2 separate regions of the Oncorhynchus kisutch genome follow, and region 2 is linked to region 1. A link is a contact called in public Hi-C data. All regions are on one chromosome and are shown on one strand. Each heading gives the region's core, a stretch centred on a gene start, on an enhancer-like site or on the middle of the called end of the contact. The rest is flanking DNA. Distances are from core to core; before and after follow the strand shown.

The links. A called contact is a pair of places that touch in the nucleus more often than the background predicts.
Region 2: a contact with region 1 is called in a Hi-C map of muscle, with 10 times the contacts expected there. The contact joins the promoter of nrde2 here to the promoter of LOC109904571 in region 1. A contact is called at or near these places in 2 of 2 Hi-C or Micro-C datasets (liver and muscle).

The regions. Positions count from the first base shown.
Region 1 is chrLG14:20,026,972-20,034,478 of Okis_V2, forward strand. It overlaps LOC109904571 (tetratricopeptide repeat protein 7B), which reads left to right and starts at 3,074. Exons shown (of 22, transcript XM_031787605.1): 1 at 3,074-3,325; 2 at 3,327-3,387; 3 at 4,588-4,742; 4 at 5,088-5,256. The coding sequence starts at 3,269.
Region 2 is chrLG14:20,172,302-20,179,323 of Okis_V2, forward strand. nrde2 (NRDE-2, necessary for RNA interference, domain containing) reads left to right here and starts at 4,329. Exons shown (of 15, transcript XM_020501407.2): 1 at 4,329-4,448; 2 at 4,950-5,066; 3 at 5,662-5,764; 4 at 6,081-6,281. The coding sequence starts at 4,961. It overlaps LOC109904201 (calmodulin), which reads right to left and starts at 2,147. Exons shown (of 6, transcript XM_020501410.2): 1 at 1,976-2,147. The coding sequence starts at 1,978.

The DNA of each region.
Region 1 (7,507 bases), core at 1,824-4,323:
ACCCCTGACTCATTGTAGGAGGGAGAACATTGTTTTTAATACTCTCTAAAAAGACTTCAAATAGGAAGGGAGCTACTTGTTCAGAAAATAATTTGTAAAATTCTGATGTAATTCCATCAACACCTGGTGATTTATTGTTCTTTAGATGTTTGATAGACTCTATAATCTCTTCAACTTTGATGGGTTCATCACACTGTTTAGATTCTATATCACTGATAGAGTGAACATTATTCAGTGAGTTAAAAAACACATCTGTGGATTCCTGACAGTACGTAGAGCTATACAATTTTCTGTAAAAATTGCTGCAGTATTTAGCGATTAATTTTTGGTCATCTGTAATAACACCATCAATGTTTAACTTATGGATAGTGTTATTTTTAGAGTGAAATTTCTCAAGTCTAAAGAAATAGGATGAATTCTGTTCTCCCTCCTCAATCCATTTTTTCCTAGATCTAATAAAGGCTCCTTCTGCTTTTAATTTATATATATTATCCAGTTTATTTTGTAACTCAATTAGTTCCATCTTCTCCTCCCCCAAGAGGTCAGCTGGGGACCTCTGAGAAAGGGAAGTTATCTTAATGATCACCTTTTCCTCCTCAGCTCTTCTGGTCTTAGCAAGATTACTACCATATTTTCTAAGATATTTGGACACCTCAAATTTAAAGAGCTCCCAGTTCTTGCAATAAGATTTTTCTTCACAAGCCCTTTTCCAAAAGTGTGAGAGCAGATCTTTAACCTCAAATGTAACGATATCATTATTTAATAATGAGCCATTTAGCTTCCAGTAGGATGTTCTACCAAGGTTCGTATCAGGGGTAAATATTTTGATATCAATGTAAATAGCCTTATGGTCTGTGAGGGGAGTAGTACAAATATTTGTAGTAACACACTCACTATCAATACATTTGGATATAAGCCAAAAATCTATTCTGGATTGTCTGGAACCTGTTTTGTTACTCCAAGTGAAAGATCTTTTGGCCGGAAACCTCTCTCTCCATATATCAGTAAGATCAAACTTTTCCATAAAAAGTATTAAACCCAAATTCTGATTGGTTGGCCTACCTGGGGGCCATCTATCAGTTGAATTATCTATTGTAATGTTAAAGTCCCCTCCTATCAATAATAACGAATTGGGAAATTTAGATAACCAATGAAGTATATGTTTCTCTATAGATTCAAGCAACTCATCATTCTCATGTTTGGTGTTGTACCCGTAGAAGTTTACAGTAATGAATGTAATGTCATTGTAACTGATCACAAGACAAATAAAGTGACCAAAGGGGTCACATTCCGAGTGTAGAATATTACCACCAAAGGTATTTTTCATTGTAGTGACACCAGCAGAGCGTTCAGATCCATGGGAAAGCCAAATATCGTTGCCCCACTGTGACCTCCAGAAGTTGGCATCAGCAGAAATTGAGTGAGACTCTTGAAAAAAGCAAAAATCTGTTCGAAATTGTTTAGCAAATAGAAATAAGGCCTTGCGCTTCACACTGTTTCGTAACCCCCTAGCATTAAGAGATAATATAGACAAAGACAAAACAACAAAGATTATATAAAAGTATAAACTGTAGTAGGATGAGTCAAAGACGTAGGAGCAGTGAACGTAAACGATAAGGAACCGAGATCTGCACCATTTAAGTCAATTTAAAGTGAAAATAGCTTATTCCATAACCTTTGAAATTCAACTCAACTGGAAATTATGTTCAAGACCAAACCAAGGGTTCTTGTAGTAAGAGAGACTAAAAAGCCTCTTTAGTGTAATCAGGAACTATTTTGAGAAATAAAATAAATAATAATTTAAATAAAAGGGTACCTACTATTTTAAGTACATATGAAAACTGATCATAAAATAATTGTATAACAAAATGTTTTACATATAAACGTTCCTAAGACCTTTTTTGGAAATAAGTATTAATAACTAAATAGAACAATAACCGTGTAAAGTCAGAGCAGACCTGTATGCCATTTAGGACAGTATCTTAGTTACTGTATACATAAAACATAAATTCAGCTTTCAATCTTCTTCGTAAGTTTATAAACAAAATAGGACTTCTGGTCATACAAGAACAAATTAATGAATTGAAATACCTGAGTATTCCTTTAAAATAGTCACCTGATGCTTGTTAGGTAAATCACATAAGGAAAATGAGAATACCATGGCTGAAACCATCAACCTGTTCCTTCTGGTGAGATTTTAGGGAGGAATATGGATTTCTGAACCGTTGATGAAACCTCGTCCTCCGACGAAGTAAGCAGCCTTCCCCTCACTTCGTGCTATCTTGATCGTTGGCCACAACTTGTTCCTTCTTTCTATGTCTTCCGGGCTGAGATGCTCGGCGAAACGCATACCATGGCTCTGAAGGAAGGCGTTCTTCCTAGCAGCTTTCCAGACAGCATCCCTGTAGAATCTGGTAGTGAATAGGATGATGATACCCCTGGGTCTTGAATCGCTTTGCTGTTGCTTCTTGCCGAGGCGATGTACAACGTCGATGGTATCACCAACTTTGTTCTTCTCTGCAGGCAAAACTTCTTGGCAGATACGGATAGCCTCTCCTCGCACATCTTCATTCTCCACCTCTGGCAAGCCGTAGAGTCTCAGGTTCCATTTTCTTGTGTATTGTTCCAGATCAGTGAGACGTCTATGGTAGACATTGTTATTCTTTTCCACCCTTTCCACATTTTTTTCAACTTTTGCCACTCTCGTTTTCACATCATTAATTTCACCACATGCAAACTCCACGGTCTTTTTCAAGCCTTCGATAACCATGGTGTTCGCGCCTACCATTTTTTCAATGGCGTCACACCTGGAGTTGATGAGTAAGGAGAGGGTAGCCACGATGTCAGAGTTCATGTTGGGTTTTTTGGAGGGTGGAGGTTTGCACGGAGTAACCGGTAAAGAGGGGAATTCGTCATCTTCAGCATTCGAAAGCATGATATTATCCATAGGCCAAGTGTAGTTATGGCAGTTGTCTATAAGCACGTTTCTCTCTTGTTGATTAGCAATAGAACGGCTAACTTTTTCCTTTCTTTTTTTGTCACGACTTTGCATGGACATGCTGAAATAAATTATCCAATTATCATTCCAGTCACAGGAAAGGTCTTATATCTTGAACAAATAAAAATAATGACTAAACTTTAAAGAAAAAAAAACAATTTTCACAATCTTTCTGAAGTTTGGTACGGAGCTCGGTAAAAAAGCGTCTGTTCAAGCAGCCATCTTGGCAGTCCTGTTGTGTTTTGGTCTCTGCTAGAGTCTGAATTGAACATGACAGCGAGAAAGTCTGGGTCACGACTCGAGACAGAGATAGAACGAAGCCGTTCCAAAGGGGCAATGGGACAAGATACCAGAGCTTGTACGGCAGCTCTCTGCCAAACTAATATCAAGTGTTAAGATTTGCTCTGCGGTTCACTTAAAGATTTGGGGCCTGGACAGGGAACGGAATCCACGGGCTTTCCTAACCACGTCAGCGCGTCTACGTGAATGAAACTTCCTTTGCGAGTGGCTGTCAAGTAGCCAGCTACTTCTAGAGGTCATGCGTCTGTAAGAATTAAATAATGATCTTGAACACACCGGTATAGTTTATATTTAGCGAAAACCCGAAGCTTCTTTGATCGTGCATACGCACTCACTTTGTCATTTTAGGCTAGCTACTGTATCTAACTAACTTGGACAGAGAGTGCATACTTGTTGAAAATTCTCACTCATTAAATAGTTCTAAATTATTTTACTGAGCTAGCTATCTTACCAGTTGCATAGGTAGACTTCATATAAATAGTTTAAGAATATTTAGTCCTGCATATCAGTGGCCTAATCATACACAATGGAGCGGCTTACAGAAATCAACATAAACAAAATTGAAATCTGTGCGAAATAACAAGTTTCAAGGAATCATGAATTAGATTGAGCAATACAAGCGCCACTTTTATTCCATAGGCTGGGATCCGCACTATGCAGCTGTTGCAAGAGCACATCTTTCACTGGCAGTCCACTGGTTTAAAAAACAATGATTGATAAGCATCCTCCAAGCGTTTATTTAAGTTTGATAATATTTGGATGCCAACAGCAGTCACAACATTGGAAGACATAGCTTGGACTGTAGCCTACAAAAGCCTATTCCTGCTCTTTTCCCGTGATCCACACATTTGATGTGTCATAGTGGTCTCTGACTTGTGGTCAGACTCGCTCAGTTGGAACAAACGTAAACTTTTTTTCAATGCTGATTTGAATGTAATTGAGAACAGAGAAGTGTCAGTCTATAGAAGGGGGTGAGAACCATGAGCCTCCTAGGTTTTGTATTAAAGTCAATGTAGCCAGAGGAGGATGGAAACTAGCTGTCCTCCTACAGTGGCTCTACTGTACAGAGTGCTGTTGAGGCAACTGTAGCCATTCATTGCAAAACCGTGTGTTTTAATAAATTATTTGGTGATGTGAAAACTATACTAAATATATTATCTAAAAAGTGTAACTTTTTTAATGTTTCACTATTTTTATTTGAATGAAATTCACTGAGGATGGTCCTCCCCTTCCTCCTCTGAGGAGCCTCCACTGCTGGAGGTATAGACTAAACTCTGTTTGTGTTTCAGATGACCTGGGGAATCTGCTGCTGGGGGAAGCCAAGCTCCAGCAGTACCTCAAAAAGAACCCCATCAAGCAGGGGGCCAGCCCGAGGGGCCCAAGACCCCAGCTTGTAGAGGTCCGCAAGCACCTGACCGCTGCCCTGGACCGAGGGAACCTCAAGGTAGATGTTAATGATATAACACCTTTAGCCATTAGTATTCGTCATATGTCCAGTCTCCAGTCTAGTTTACTCTTGTAAGTGTTATAACAGTGTAGTCCAGTCTTATAACAGTATTATAATCCTGCAAAAGGGTAACACTGGTTTAATCAGGATCTGGCTGTACACTCACTGCTTTCCCAAACTGAGAGAATCCCCTTTGAATTGTATAACCTCATATTACTGCCTCACTCCCTCATGCTGCTTGTATGCACCCTTTTTCTCTGAAATCTGAACATGTATTTTTGTGTTCAGGAGAAAACATATGGCTACACAGTAACTGTCTCTTCTCTTTCCTTTTGTGCCTAGCCGGACTACATGCAAGAGGCTAGTATGTTGATGGCCAAGCTGTCCTATGTGGAGGGAGACTAGAGTGAGGCCTTCAACCAGTATGGCAAAGTGACCCTGGACGAGCTGGCACTGGTGGGAGCCCCCGTCTACCGTCTCTCCATGATTGCCGAAGCATACGCTACCAAAGGTAAGAGCTTAGGGTGCCATAATGCCCTCACATTACACCAGTCAGGGTTTTTCCTAGCTCAAAAAGGGGCTTAGGTGGTGGCAGTGGCCACGAGAAAACCTTTGGGTTGCCTGCCCAAAAAGGTCCTGTGCTGGAAAACCCTGCCAGTATTTCCCAATTCGAAATCTATGCAACAAAATTGTCCAGGGGAACAGATCTATGGTAGGGGAAACACTGCAAAACCATACCGTCTATTCTACTACCAAATTTCAGCTTCAATCTCAACTCCGCTTCAGTACTCGACACATTCATTCTAGTAATTTGGTGAATTTGTCTATTCTAAAGGACATTGAGCCTAATCTGTGGTGCTGAAGCCCTCTGTTCTTCCACTGCCTCAGTCATGTATTGAGAAAGTGCTGGGGTGAATGTATTACCTAACTCTGCTGGTCTGGTCAGTCTGAGTCTTAACCTGGTGCCCGCCCTGCCGTTGCACCCCTGAACTCTGTCACTGTATGCTTGCCAGAGGGACAATTAGCTTAGCTGATGAGAACACAATGTGACCTACCTCATTATGCAGTCCCTGTCTGTGGAGGCTTGCTCAGGCTTTCCCCTCAGAATTCTGCACTAATACAAGGGGATGTTTGAATGACCTGCTGTAAAATGGAGATGGTTTTGATGGATAAGTAATGGAGTTTTAAATGTCCTATAATAGAGTCTGTTGCTGTATCTAAATCTAGTGTGTATATTAAAATGGACATGACATGGAGGAAAAATGGTCTCCATTGTCTCTGTAAAGAGGAAATTGACAGAGCAGCACCAGTCCTCTGTTTGAGCTAGTATACCCTGCAATGTGTTGATGGGCCATATGGTGGCAGTAGAGGTTCACTGTTCACTATGCTTATGTTTGCTCATGCAGAGAGGAGTCCTCACACAGACAGACAGACTTGTCTGTCTGTCTGTTGTAGTGTGGAGCCCCTCAATACAGCAGCCTAGTATGCACACACACACAAATCTGTCCCCCTCTATACATACAGCAGCCTATCCTAGGATTTACACAGACCGACCGATGATGCAAGCAGTTGCCCATACAGCATACATCACTGTGGAGCGACTGCATTGCGTAGGCAACCCCACCCCCACATAGGCATACACACGTCTCCTCCCCGGGCCGTATTGCCTGCAATCATACTGTGTATATGGAGTGAAGCATTGAAACATTAGGGCTTGACCTGAATTTAGGCAAGCTGACTTTATAGCCGGAAACATCTAGAATGGAAGGAAGTCTCTTCAGATGAAGCTCTCTTTTATGTTAAACAGCATCATTTCTTATATAGTCATTTGTTGGCTGTGTAAGGCAGTGTTGATGGATAGCTAACCTGAGTTCATTTGTCATTTTGTGTGACTTTGTCTGGACCAGCCATCTTGTTTGTCCGATGGCGGGAATGGGAAGACATTACTGCTGTTTTAATTTTAATGAGCGTCCTAATTGAGAGGAGTGGAGGGGAGGAGGAGGTCAGGCCGGCCTGTTTAGAGTAACACAGGAGCCCATTAGGCTGTGAGAGTGCCACAGTGGCATGAATAAGTTATCTGGCACGGCAGCAGAGAGAGCAGAGCCATACAATGACAACAGAACCCCCCGGCTCCAGTCATTAACATACCCGCATCTCCACCACAGGAAATCTTTATAAGGCAAAGACAAGCATGGCTGCATACATCCATCTTTGCAGATCTCTATCTCTCTCTCTCGCTCTCTCTCCATCCATCCATCCATGGTGGCGGTCCGTCCATCTGTGACAGAGCATGTTAATCTCTCCATCTGTTTGTCTCTGCCTCCTCTGTCTTTCTGTTTCTTTGCTTATCTATAACTCTCTCTCTCTCTCCTCCCCTCTCTCTCTCTCTCTCTCCATCCCTCTCTGTCTTTCTGTTTCTTTATCTATGTATAGCTCTCCTCCCCTCTCTACTTCAATCCCTCTCTGTCTTTCTCTCTTGCATCAGTGTTCATGTTCCAGTCATGTCCTATAAAGAGAAGACATCTGCACCTCTATGGTACTAGAGGTTTCAGGGTGTGTAAATGAATCATGTGGGGTTGATGGAAGAACCGTTTGGCTTATATTGTTTGGACCCTTTTAGTGAATGGCTCTATTTGAGCGTCACACAGTTGGAGTAGTCTTGTGTAATTCCAGAGGCTAGAGCTATTTATAATGAATGAGTTATTAAGGCTATTATCTATTATTAATGCGTTGTTTGAAAAGGGTGCTTTGGGAACTGCAGA
Region 2 (7,022 bases), core at 3,079-5,578, 150 kb after region 1:
GATGACTAGGCACTATAGATTCATAGCCTCCACCCAACCTCGCTCATAAATCTCTTGCAGCAATATTCAGCACATCGACATCAATTGGTTATGCTGCTTATTGTTGAATTTGTAACTTGTTACAGAATGGTAGCCCTAGACAGAAGAGCACCCCCCCCTGGCACTGCCAAGGCTGTCAGGCACCCTGCATTTAGGTTGTGGCCATTCCATGCCAGTAAAGCGAGAATCACAAGAATCCAATCAGACAGTGCAATGGCCTTTTCTACATGGAGTCACCACACTAACTCTGATAGAGCAGATCAGCTCAATACACTGTGGCTGTCTTCTAGCACGTTCATTTCCTTGTTAGGGCACACAGCAGGATCCTGTGGCGTGACCAATACATTTGAAAATGTGATTTGATTTAGAGCGGGGCAGGGTCAATGTTCCCACAACTACAGCAGAGAGCCCACCCGTCTACTGAGGCATTACTACAGACGAGAGCAGGGGAGTGGAGTCGACACAACCTTTTAGTACACGCCTTCACAGCACAGCAACACACATCTAAAAAGATTCCTTCTTACGATTGTCCACCACAACCAATCAAACATTCGAGCGAGGGCCGAAACAGTGGACACACGGATTCAGAGACTACAATCCATAGCTTTGTAATCCCCACATTGGTGGAGACAGTACTTCCATGCTTTTGGAGAAACAATGTGTGCATTGAGCACAAGAACATGACTTACTTTGAGAATCATGTTTTAACACTGTTCTCCTGCTGCTATACAACCCAATCCCTCCCATGGAGACGGGCGATAGAAAAGTATCTTGGAGGTTGAACCTCCTGTGATAATAGTAATTACTAACTGAAAAACAACATGATATATGGAACAATGTAGATCTGTGTATAAAAAGTGGTAAGACCAAGGCATAAATGAAACATGCACGGTCATGTCAGAGATAGGGCAGCTACAGTTATTCCAAGAGTACCATATCACTTTCGGCCTGACAAATAGTATACAAGAATGTCACAGATTACATTTTTGATCAAATTGAAGCCATTGGTGTTTAGAAATCGTATAACAAGTATATCAATTATTTGTAATTACCATAGAAAAAAAGAACTGACTGACAGCATGTATCAAACTTAATATTGCAAAGACGTAGACTTTAATTCTTTAGATGGAGTATCACCCTAATGTCCCCTGAGGCAGAAAGATGAAACGATGCATTCTACATCATACAACAGTAATAGAAACTGAAAAAGACTGATCATAGTACACGATCTGGTGAACTGCTGGTTCATAGTGGCAAACGCAATATCTTGTCAAATTCCTAGAACATTTTATATCATTCTGAATTACAGTGATTTTATGGGGGCGGGTGTACGATAGGTACAGCGGTAGATCGTATGCACTGCTCCCTCGAACCGCATCAGATATTTGTTCGCGGCATTGAGAGGTCCGCTTGTGCATGTGGAAAATATAAAAATCTCAATGGTTGTTCAGCTTTATATCGATCATAATTGGATAGCCCACATTCTATATTACACATATATTATGTTACAGAACCTTAACACGTTCCATTACCGGATCAGTACACGGGTTTTGTTAAACATTAAAACCGTAAAATGCTACTGTTTCACGGGCGCATGGAGTCAGGTCTGGCTCGCTGACATGAAGTAATTGCCTCGATCATCAGACAAAAATATACTTTTGAGTTATCATTCGTCTTAAATATCGCTCCATCAAAAACACAATCAGCAATGCATAGGAATTGTAGGAAGGATCCTATAATCAATAATGTAACACCCAAAAATCTGACAAGCTAGCGTCGACGCACGATCACTCCGACCGTCACTCAACGGTTCACGCGAATCTTCCTCTGCAGGAAAAGCATGCATTCATGCAACGAGGAATCCTTACCATTGCTTGCTTAAATTATATTGAATTAAAAATAATATTTCCAACGCAGCACATGACATAATACTCACCATGTCTGTCGGCGCTGAATGTGTTAGTTTTCTAAAACTAGACTACGAGATTGACCAGTTCCCGGGACCTCTACTGATGGGTTGAAGGTGTGTATCTCTCGCGATCTCTGTCTATATAGCTTGGTGTATTCCTCCGCCGCTGAAAACCCTTCTCACTCACTTCCGCATTTTCCCACTGCAGGACAGGCAGCATGTATCCCTCCCTCCCTCCCTTCTCAGAAAACTTGCCTGACAGAGTTGTTATTTGTATATATTTTTAAAACCTTTATTTAACTACGCAAGTCAGTTAAGAACACATTCTTATTAACAATGACGGCCTACCAAAAGGCAAAAGGCTTCCTGCGGGGAATTGGGTGGGATTATTATTATTTTTTAAATCTATTAAGTGGAAAAATAGGACAAAACACACATCAAGACAAGAGAAACAACACAACACTACACAAAGAGATACCTAAGACAGCAACATAGCATGACACATGACAACACAGCATGAACGCAACACAATATGACAACAACATGGTAGCAACACACAACAAGGTACACACATTTTTTGGGCACAGACAACAGCACAAAGGGATACATCACACAAAGCAGCCACAACTGTCAGTAAGTGTGTCCATGATTGAGACTTTGAATGAAGAGATTGAGATAAAACTGTCCAGTTTGAGTGTTTTTTTGCAGCTCGTTCCAGTCGCTAGCTGCAGTGAACTGAAAAGACGAGCGACCCAGAGATGTGTGTGCTTTGGGGACCTTTAACAACCAGTGGGTCTTGCGGTGGGTACACAGAGATGGCCAGTTTACAGAGGAGTATAGAGGGTCATGATGTGTCCTACAAGGAGCATTGGTGGCAAATTTGATGGCCGAATGGTAAAGAACATCTAGCCGCTCGAGAGCACCCTTACCTGCCGATCTATAAATGATGTCTCCGTAATCTAGCATGGGTAAAATGGCAATATGAATCAGGGTTACTTCAGCTTTGATATGTGCTGAGAGAAGGACAGTGTACAGTGCAGTGGCACAAAAACCTAAAGCCACACACATAGAACAACACAGACCAGTGACCAATTTGCCTTTGGTGCCAGGAAGCCTAGCGGTAAGAGCATTGGGTCAGTAACCAAAGGGTCACTAGTTTGAATCCCAGAGCTGACAATGTGAGCAATCTGCCAAGGCACTTAACCCTAATTGCTCCAGAGTAGCTGTTGATATACTCTCCAAGAGTGTCTCAGGGGAGTTGGGATATACAAAAAAAAAAAAACATTTCCAATTCACATATGCATATAATAATCACTTGTGGCCTACATATGTGAAATAGGACAAATATAAGCACTCACCAAATGTGTTTATTTATTATTTCATACAGACAGTATCTGACACTTACTGGTACAAGTACTCCTACTCATATATTAATACATTTGGATTTGACCAGCCATTCCTTGAGTTATTGTTGCATTGGAGATAAGCAACACCAGACAGAGTATTAAAAAGAAAAAGTACACATAAGATGTTGTTGGTAGAATAGCTGGCATTCCATCATCACTTCATGATAATTGAAGCTATGAAATGTGCATTACATTATTACTTTAAAAACAACATAGGCCGATGGTGATAATCAGACAATAAGAGGTTTATTTAGGCTAGCCTATTTGTCATATTGAATTAATATTCATTACCCAATATCAGTCATTGACAAAATGACAAATCATGTAGTTTTATAGTTGGCCTGTTTGGCTATAACTGATGAAAATGATATATTTATTTCCAATGTTTTTGCAAACTCAGAATCAACTTGTTTTCAGCATTTGTCATGAAATCCGAAATATATAATTTCTTCTAAAAATGAAATTACAAGGAGCATGCCTTCAGGGGATCACTACTCAATATCTATAGCCTATATTTTATTACTCTCAAATAAAGTGAACAGCATATATTCAGTTCATGCATTTGTAAATTGATCAGGGTATGAAAATAATTGCTAGGTTGATTATCCAAATCCTGCATGCTGTTTTGTGATTATAAAAAAACTAAAACCTAATAAGGTGTCATATTTACAACCAAAACAGTAAATACAAAAATCTGTAAATGATTGACATACATAGGCACAAAATAAATTGTGACATTGGCTTTGGTCATGTGGCCAACAGTGCAGCTGTAGTATAATTCGACAGATTCCGGTCTGTCCAGTGACTCCTCACTGCATCCCGTGCCTATGAATATACAGGTTTCTGATGCGCTCGAGCTGGAACATGGCGCTCTACTTTATTCTGTTTTATCTCTGCGGAAGAATACTCAAAAACAGTGGCCAGTGTCTGTTGACGCTGGAGAAATTGCAGTTATTTTTGAGACGGCGCTTCTCATTGGATACAGTGGACCTGCAATATTCTGCCCAATGTACGGGAGCCCACGATTGGCTACGTTGGATCTGCAATGCGTCAAACAATGGCGCCTAATATTACCTGAGTAGTTTAGGAAAACGGTATGGCCGGACAGTCTACTTTGTATCACAGAGCATTTTGTAATACTATAGTTATTGCTGTCGACAAGACGTTTCTTTCAGTCTGTCTAGTTCCTCAAAATCATACATCCTGATCTGGCAGGGGCTCGATTGGAGTTTTTTGGGAGGAATGGTGGGGATCGGCGATTGGTCACCGCAAGCATACACGGAACTATTTACTTTTAGTCGCGGAATTGAAAATGACAGGTGTATCAATCAGGGAATATACAATTAAAATATTAGAAATCCTGTGCTGATTGAGTCTATTTTGTGAATTAAACTACTACATTCAAACCAAGATTTACTTTTAGGCAATAATCTCGCAGTCTGCAACAATATGTCCCAGGCATAATCACGGTTTAATCAGTCTATGGAAGTGTGTTTGTGTGCTCATGCTCAATCATACAATTTGCATTCAAGAGAACAGGATTTTAGCAGCCTAAAATTATGCGATTCCTAAAATACCTCTCCAACAAACCACAGGCGCGTTCGAGATGACGTCACATTCATGCGACTGTTTACACGCAGAGGCTATCAACATGGCCCTATTTCCAGCTTTTGCAGGATTATCAAATACAAAAGCTGAGATTGCACCTAAAGGTAAGACCCACAAATTTTTATTTATGTTTAGTGGATGTGTTAGCCACCGTTCTGTGACGGCTTTTCAAAGAGAGATCTAGTGAAATTAAACGTAAGTGCAACGTTCCTGCTTGAAAGTGTCAGTGTCCTAGTTTTACTTGCTTGTTAGCTTCATTGGTCACAACACAATTATTCAACAGCTAGCTAAGTGTCTCTGCTCGTAACATAACATCCCCCAAAATATGCATCCATAGCTATAATTTGATAAACATTAACGTTAGTTACTCAGTGGTGTGGCCAGGTGAATAAGCATGATAAACAATTTACCTACACTCACTTACTGTAGGTCAGCAGTGCATTGGCCCATCGGGCCCTCACCATAACCTTAATCTAACCAAAAAGGTGTACTATATCATGTCCTTATAAAATTTAACTCTAAACCCATTGGCACAATGCGATATGACAACCCTTTGACATATAACTATCTTTAGTGCATTTACTGTATCAGTGGGCTTCCTTCTGAAAAAAGCTGTTGCCAAACCTGATGAATTCTTGTGCTTAAAAGCCCTAGAGAACTGATTGCGATTGATTTGACATTCCTCTTCTCTCTCCTCAGAACTAGAATGGCTGAGCAATCAAAGTTTCCGCACTGATGACGCTCTCTCTCTTCACCAACGAGCCACTGAGAAAGCCAACGAAACACAATCGGCAGAAACAAGGTGTTATTATCATAAGTGTTTAATCGTTATTCAATTATTTCCCTTTCACTGTGACTCAATAGTATTACATGCTCCATTGTACAGGAGACAGGATAAGGCATTCTGCCCGTTTGAGAAGCAATGGAGGTTTTATTGAGTAGCTTTGAATTTTACTACACAATCTTGTTTTTATTACACAATTATAAGAAGTTTACCTCCAAATATCTTATACTTTTGTGGGAGGATATGATCTCAGCATTGACGTGGTGGTAGTTTCACCCCAAAATCAACAGCTTGTGATATTTGTACTTAAATATATACTACTAACATTTCTCAGCAGACACGTTATACCAGAGAGGGAGGATAAGAATGATGTCCAATCCAACAAGAAGAAAAAGAAGGAGAAGAAGAAGAAGAAGAAGAAAAAGAAGAAGCACAAGAAGAAGAGTGGAGAACCCTCTCCAGCAAGCAGTGGCTCAGATTCGGATACTATCTACCCCAGTGACCTCCTAAAAAAGGCTGAGAGCACTCCTCCCAGGTATGACCTCACTCATTTTGTTCCCAGTGAGACCCAGGATACATGCTCTAATAGGAATATATATGATCAGTTTTGCAATTTATGTCATAATGAATGAGTATTTAGACAGGGGGAGGGGGGGGGGGAGTTGATCCTAGACCAGCACTCCTACCGTAAGATGCTTTTTGAATACTTGCCCATGGCTGGTATTACTGTAGTAGTTGTTCTGTTTCAGGATTGAAGTGTTTCCAGGTAGGAGGGAGATTCATTGTCCGTGGCTCAGTGCGTTAGGGGAGGTATACTCTGGGGGTCTTGGCTGACTGCCAGTTGGAGTAGCTCTTCTTGACTCAGACTCTGAATTTAACAAGCCTGGTGGTCTCTGAGCTGCCAATGAAATTACCCCCCACCCGTACTCTTACCCTAACCCTAACTTTAACCCTAAAACGAACCCTTAACATAATCCTAACACTAATTCTAACCTTAACCCTAAACCCCCTAGAAATAGTATTTGACCTCGTGGGGACTAACAAAATGTCCCCAGTTGGTCAAATTTTTGTTCGGCTTACTATTCTTGTGGAGACTTCTGGTCCCCACAAGAATAGTTAAACACGTCCACACACACACACCTGTCTCTCTTTCTCTCAATTCAAGGACTGGCTCCTCCACAGGAGACTTGTGTAACTTATCCTTCAAGCTACAGTCAAATTATCCTAATGTTGCCATTCTTTTTTATCTGTACTGTACTGGCAATATTTAACGACT